Linked DNA regions of Zea mays: region 2 is linked to region 1. The links are chromatin contacts, called in public Hi-C maps. All regions are on one chromosome and are shown on one strand. The core of a region is the stretch at or near the end of the contact, and the rest is flanking DNA. Distances in the headings are between cores, read along the strand shown.

The links. Hi-C and Micro-C count contacts between places; a contact is called where the count stands out from the background.
Region 2: a Hi-C map of leaf shows a contact between it and region 1, with 9 times the contacts expected there. The contact joins the promoter of LOC100193244 here to the promoter of LOC100382075 in region 1. A contact is called at or near these places in 2 of 25 Hi-C or Micro-C datasets (ear and leaf) and 1 of 3 datasets of contacts at active chromatin or transcription factors (seedling).

The regions. Positions count from the first base shown.
Region 1 is chr7:10,448,814-10,452,100 of Zm-B73-REFERENCE-NAM-5.0, forward strand. LOC100382075 (60S ribosomal protein L4-like) reads left to right here and starts at 1,514. Exons shown (of 2, transcript NM_001174838.1): 1 at 1,514-2,642. The coding sequence starts at 1,542.
Region 2 is chr7:10,670,018-10,673,304 of Zm-B73-REFERENCE-NAM-5.0, forward strand. LOC100193244 reads left to right here and starts at 1,450. Exons shown (of 6, transcript NM_001138394.1): 1 at 1,450-2,046; 2 at 2,860-2,950; 3 at 3,024-3,217. The coding sequence starts at 1,528.

The DNA of each region.
Region 1 (3,287 bases), core at 264-2,763:
CCGTTGGAGCCTTTGTCGTCTGTCGCACCGGACAGACCAGTGCCCTCTGACTTTGCTGCTCTGACTTCTGACGTGGTACTGTTGCTCACTGTAGCTTTTGCAGAGTCGACCGTTGGCGCAAGGAGCCGTTGCTCCGCTGGCTCACCGGACAGTCCGGTGGCACACCAGACAGTCCGGTGAATTATAGCGGAGCGCGCCCTAGAATTCCCGAGAGTGGCTGGTTCGCAGTTGTACGGTCCTGGTGCACCGGACACTGTCTAGTGGCACACCGGACAGTCCGGTGCGCCATCGTTCAGCACACTCAAGGTTTTGCTCCAAATTTTGATTGATTCCCTAACTTGATTTCTTTATTGGTTTATGTTGAACCTTATGCATCTGTAATACATGAATTCTAGACAAACTTGTTAGTCCATGTGTTTGTGTTGGTCGTCAACCACCAAAATTAATAATAGGAAATGATTAACCCTATTTCTCTTTCAAGAAGCCTTAACCATTACACTAGATGCCTTTTCGCAATGTGAGGAAAATATAGAGGAAGAAAAACAATAATGTTCTTAGACTATCTCCAGTAGGGTGTGTAAAATAGAAAATGCGGAACTGTTTATGATATTGTTTGACACTGTTGCAGAGAGAAGTTTGAAATAGGGAATGAGATAGGGGATCTACTAAAGATAGTCTTAGGCTCTCTCCAACATTCCCCTATCAAATCACTCATTCATATTTAAATAAATCTCCCTATTTCTCTTCTCCAAACATTTCCCCTTTTACTCCACCTTATACCAACTATAGTACATAAAATACATATTTTAACTCTACTTAAAAATTTCTAAGAATTTAGACTACCTGCATCGCATCACTCTCCCCTTAAATTGTAGCGCGTGTACGTTCTAGCAGCCGAAGCGCTGCACACTGTAGTGCTACAGTAAAGGGAGTACATTAAGCGTGATGGAGCAAGGCCCCTTCTCTTGATTTATGTGTGTGTCCGTATTTAGCAATCAAATAAAAAGGTAATAAATGATGAATATGTATAGAAAATAATATTTTATGAAATTAGTGGGTTATATAGGAGAATATAGAGAGAATCGGTGTGGAAGATAAAAAAAAATAGGAGATGAAATGTTGGTGATATGACAAAAAAAAAATGATACACGGTAAAAATTTAGGTGGAAGGCGTGGGGATAGTTTCATAGGTCGTACACCAAACTCGAAGTGAGGGGGAGGTCTAGTTCAACGCCATATAAAGAGGAAAAAGGAAGCTCACGGGAGAAAGGGGAGATGAAGGGGGAAACATACACCGAATAAAGGGAGGGTGACTGTGAACCTTGGAGGTCGCCCCAACAGCGATCTCCAGGCCCAGCCCACCCGATTTTTCTCAAATCCCACCGCTTGTTCCAATCCAACGGACCAGATCGCTCCAACTAACCCCCACACACAAACCCTAGTCAGCTCCACCTATATAGCCTCTTCCCCTTTCGCCGCGCCTCCATTCGCACCACCGCCGCGCCGCCCAAACCCTAGCCGCCGCCGCCGCCGCCGCCGCCATGGTCGCCGTCAACCGCCCCCTCGTCTCCGTGAAGGCCCTAGAGGGCGACATGGTAACCGACGCCCCCGGCATCGCCTTACCGCCCGTCTTCGGGGCGCCGATCCGCCCCGACGTGGTCAGGTTCACCCACAAGCTGCTGTCCTGCAACAAGCGCCAGCCCTACGCAGTCTCCCGCCGCGCCGGCCACCAGACGTCGGCCGAGTCCTGGGGTACCGGCCGCGCCGTGTCTCGTATCCCCCGCGTCCCCGGCGGCGGCACCCACCGCGCCGGCCAGGGAGCGTTCGGCAACATGTGCCGCGGCGGGCGCATGTTCGCGCCCACCAAGATCTGGCGCAAGTGGCACCGCCGCGTCAACATCAACCTCCGCCGCGTCGCCGTCGCCTCCGCGCTCGCCGCCACCGCCGTCCCGGCCCTCGTCCAGGCGCGCGGCCACCGCATCGAGTCTGTCCCCGAGATGCCCCTTGTCATTTCCGACTCCGCGGAGTCCATTGAGAAGACCTCCCAGGCGCTCAAGATCCTCAAGCAGATCGGCGCCCACGCCGACGCCGAGAAGGCCAAGGACTCCGTCGGCATCCGCCCCGGCAAGGGTAAGATGCGCAACCGTCGCTACATCAACCGCAAGGGCCCGCTCATCGTCTACGGCACCGAGGGCTCCAAGGTCGTCAAGGCCTTCCGCAACCTTCCCGGTGTGGATGTTGCCAACGTCGAGCGCCTCAACCTACTAGACCTTGCCCCCGGTGGCCACCTTGGGCGCTTTGTGATCTGGACCCAGAGCGCGTTCAATAAGCTCGAGGAGGTGTATGGGAGCTATGACGCCCCGTCGCAGAAGAAGAAGGGCTTCGTGCTGCCGAGGCCTAAGATGTCCAACGCTGACCTGGGCAGGATCATCAACTCTGACGAGGTGCAGTCTGTGGTGAAGCCACTCAACAAGGAAGTGAAGCGCAGGGAGAAGAGGAAGAACCCACTCAAGAACATGGCTGCTGTGCTCAAACTCAACCCCTACCTCGGCACTGCCCGGAAGATGGCCACCCTTGCTGAGGCTGCTCGTGTGAAGGCCAGGAAGGCGAAGCTCGACTCCAAGAGGACCAAGCTTACCCCGGTATGACCATTTCCTGATCAATTTCAATTCTGTCGCGAGTACTGGATATGGTTACTTAGATAGGATCTGTTTAGTTCTGTAGTTTTGTGATATTTATTACATTTCCTGACTAGTTCCAAAGCGCACCGCACATGGATTAGTCCATCTGATATGATCTTGCAGTAGTGGTTCAAGAGGTGATCTAGTTTGCATTAGTTTGATGTGTACCTATAATTACTCTTTATTTTGCGTTGCACAATTGATTTATAATTTACTAGCTTAGTGTTTTTGTTGTCCTTGTCAAAGTTTTGTTAGACATACTATGTCCCTCTAGTTGGCTGGAGAAATGCTAGTAATATGATTGTCGATATTTTGATCCCTGGATCCTAACCAACTAGTGAATTAGTACTGCGTGTCCTGTTCTAGATGGGTGACGCAAGAAGACACAAGGTTTATCCTGGTTCGGTCAATAGAAGGCCTTACTTCCAATAGAGGGGGATCAGACTTATATTATCTTGCACCTAAGTGCTTGTAGTAGGGGTATAAGCTAGTCGAGAGAGGAAGTGGATCCCAAGTCTCTGAAGATGATTGAGGCAAGTGCCAATATCGGTTGTGGAGGGCGAAAATCTATGAAGTGTTGTTCTCCTCCTGTCCACCTGGAAGCCC
Region 2 (3,287 bases), core at 200-2,699, 220 kb after region 1:
ACAACATCATTAATAAATCAAACTGAACACATGTAGATAACCAAACACAAGATGTTGCATGTGCTTAGCTAAGCCAGTCAGAGCTAGACTCACATACAAGCCATGCTCAATCATGCAGGCAACTAAACAGGCTCCTGGTATCTAGCCTAGATATGGCAATGGGTGTCCGTGATTCGATACCCGATGAGTATTTACTCTAAGGGTATGTATATGAGCTAAATATTCTACTCATTGTGCTTTTATTGGGTAAAAAACTTCACCCAATGGTTAACAGGTATTAGAACATTTCGCCCTCACCTATATCCATTAACCCATGGGTATAGAATACACAGTATAAAAGCGTGAACGTGGGATTCGATTATCCATCTATTTTGACTATTTAACAAACTTTTGGATGATACAATCATAGAAGGCTTAACTACTATTTGATGACCATATAATAGAATATATAATGTGTTATGTGGTACAATCATAGAGTTGTTACTTTATCCAATTCTACAGAGTGTTGTTGAATGAATGATTGAATGTTATTATAAATTTTGTAATGATATTTAGATGGATGTACTTGACGTTTATATAATGCATTATTTTAATAATCTTTATGAATATGGGTGACATATATCTACATGAGTATGGATATGTGAGTATAGGTGATCGGACATAATTGTTCTCTTATCGTGGGTATAAATATGGGATAATAATAACCGGTAGTTTTTTAACCATTGCTATCTCTTATCTAGCCATTGCGTTTTGGAGGACAACCGACAAGTGACGAGTCCAGGACACGGTTAGAGATGGCAACGGGGATTTCCCCGTCGGGGAATTGCTTCCCATCCCCACCGGGAGAAAAATTCCCCGTCCCCGTCCCCGCGAACGTTCACGGGGGAGTTTTTTCTCCCATCTCCGTCCCCGTCGGGGAATTTATCCCCGTGGGAAACCCCGCGGGGAATCTGTCCCCGCTAGAAATACAATATTTAAAGATAAATTTAAATTGATTGTATCAAATTAATACGAATTTAACAAACAAGATTGAAAATTACAAGAGACATCTACTTTAGAGTTTAGTTTGCTATTTTATAACATGTGATGCACTGAGTTTTTACTATAATTTTAACAAATAAATTGACTAATATGGAATAAAAAAGTTTCGTGGGGCGGGTACACGGGGAACGGGGAACGGGGATAGTCCTCCATCCCATCCCCGCGAATCCGACGGGGACTAAAATTTCCCCATTTAGACCCCGTGGAACTAAATTAGTTCTATATTCGGGAATTCCCCGCGCGGAATCAGAGATCGGGTCCCGTTAACATATCTAGACACTGTGCTGCCAACGTAGGACAGAACCGCCAAAAGTATCCCGCCACGTCACCCCTCCCACAGCAAACTGTGAGCCCGCCTCGCAATCTCCGCCAACGCACACGGCACAACAAAACCAAAAAGTTCTCACACGCTGACGCCACCGCACCGCATCTCCCTCCCATTCCACTCCAGTCCACCACCGCTCCCATTCCCCAGCCGCCGTCGCCATGGCCAGCGCCGCCCACTCCCTTCTGCACACACCGGAGGCCCACAGGGCCGCCACCCGCTCGCCCTTCTCTCCTCCCGCGCCCACTCCCTTCCTCCATCTCCGCCCTCACCGCCTCCCCCTCCGCCTCCGCTCCACCTCCCCGACCGCCTCCGACCTCACCGCCTTCCCCCCGAACCCGAACGGGATCTTTGCGTCCGACCGGCCCATCGACGTGGACGCCGCCACGGAGGCCGAGCTGCGGGAGAACGGGTTCCGGAGCACGCGCCGCACCAAGCTCGTCTGCACCGTGGGCCCCGCCACCTCGCGCCCGGACCAGCTCGAGGCGCTCGCCGTCGGCGGGATGAACGTGGCCCGGCTCAACATGTGCCACGGCGACAGGGAGTGGCATAGGGCCGCCATCCGCGCCGTCAGGAGCCTCAACGAGGAGAAGGGCTTCGCCGTCGCCGTCATGATGGACACCGAGGGCAGCGAGATCCACATGGGGGACCTCGGCGGCGCATCCTCGGTCAAGGCGGAGGTGAGCTGCTCTCTTCAATTCTTCATCATCGGTCTGTGTTGGGCTTGCCGATGCAGTTTTTATTTTTCCAGACCAGAGTGAACGCGCCTCACCGTAGAAGTCTTCAACGTATTCCGTGGAACAGTTTCGAAGGAAACTGTGCAATGTGGATGAGGGAGAAAGGAGAGAGGGTCAAGGGTGTTCGCCCGTTAGTCAATTTCTTCGCTGTAGTAATTCATAATACTTGCACCAAACCTAGCAATCCCAAATTCAACCATTATAGAAGGGAAAAGAATGCACATCTTTTATGAAACATTCAATACTGAAACCGGCAGAATATTTCAGGGCTTCCAAAAGTAACTGAAACAAAACGCCATAGTAAAAGGCACCATGTATTATCTTTCTTTGCATTTCAATTTTCAGCTGGGCGCCAAGATTTTGTTAAAAGTGACAGACAGTGAGGTTCTCGAAAATATCAGTTTTCTATATCATAGGCTAACGCCTAAGCCTCGACCCTCATGTAGGTTCTTGTACGTAGCTAATGTTGATGTCCGCAACTCCGCATAGAAATGTTACTGGATGGTTGCATCTGGTGATAGTTATGTTTTACATAATACATTCTATCAATATTCAAAGAAACTAAACTGCTTCTATAGTTGTCAGCTGATATAAGTGATTGGGTCACTGCCCATAGAGTTAAAAGTTTGACTTTGTGCTTGTGCAAAATTCCTTGTTTTCTTCAGCTACATTATTTGCCTAATGGTTACCATTTTCTTTGTATCGAAATGTTCATGAAGTAACTATCAAATCCTGTCACATTATTGGATCCCACAGGATGGAGAAGTATGGACGTTCAGTGTTAGATCATTTGAATTGCCTCTCCCAGAACGAACTATTAATGTGAACTATGATGGATTTGCTGAAGGTATTGGCCTATTTGTTAATATTGTTTGTAGTTACTGTTCTTTAGCGTAACGTTGCATCTAAATCCTACACAGATGTGAGAGTTGGTGATGAGCTCCTTGTGGATGGTGGAATGGCTCGGTTTGAGGTGATTGAGAAGATAGGACCAGATGTTAAGTGCCGTTGCACAGATCCTGGTTTATTGTTGCCACGTGCCAATCTTACATTCTGGCGTGACGGCAGTATCGTCCGTGAGAGGAATGCTATGCTTCCTACAATTTCATCAAAGGTAAATGCACTAGCGTAAATGTCCTACTGTAATGACCAAAAAATACTGTAAGCAAAACCCTACAAGTCTA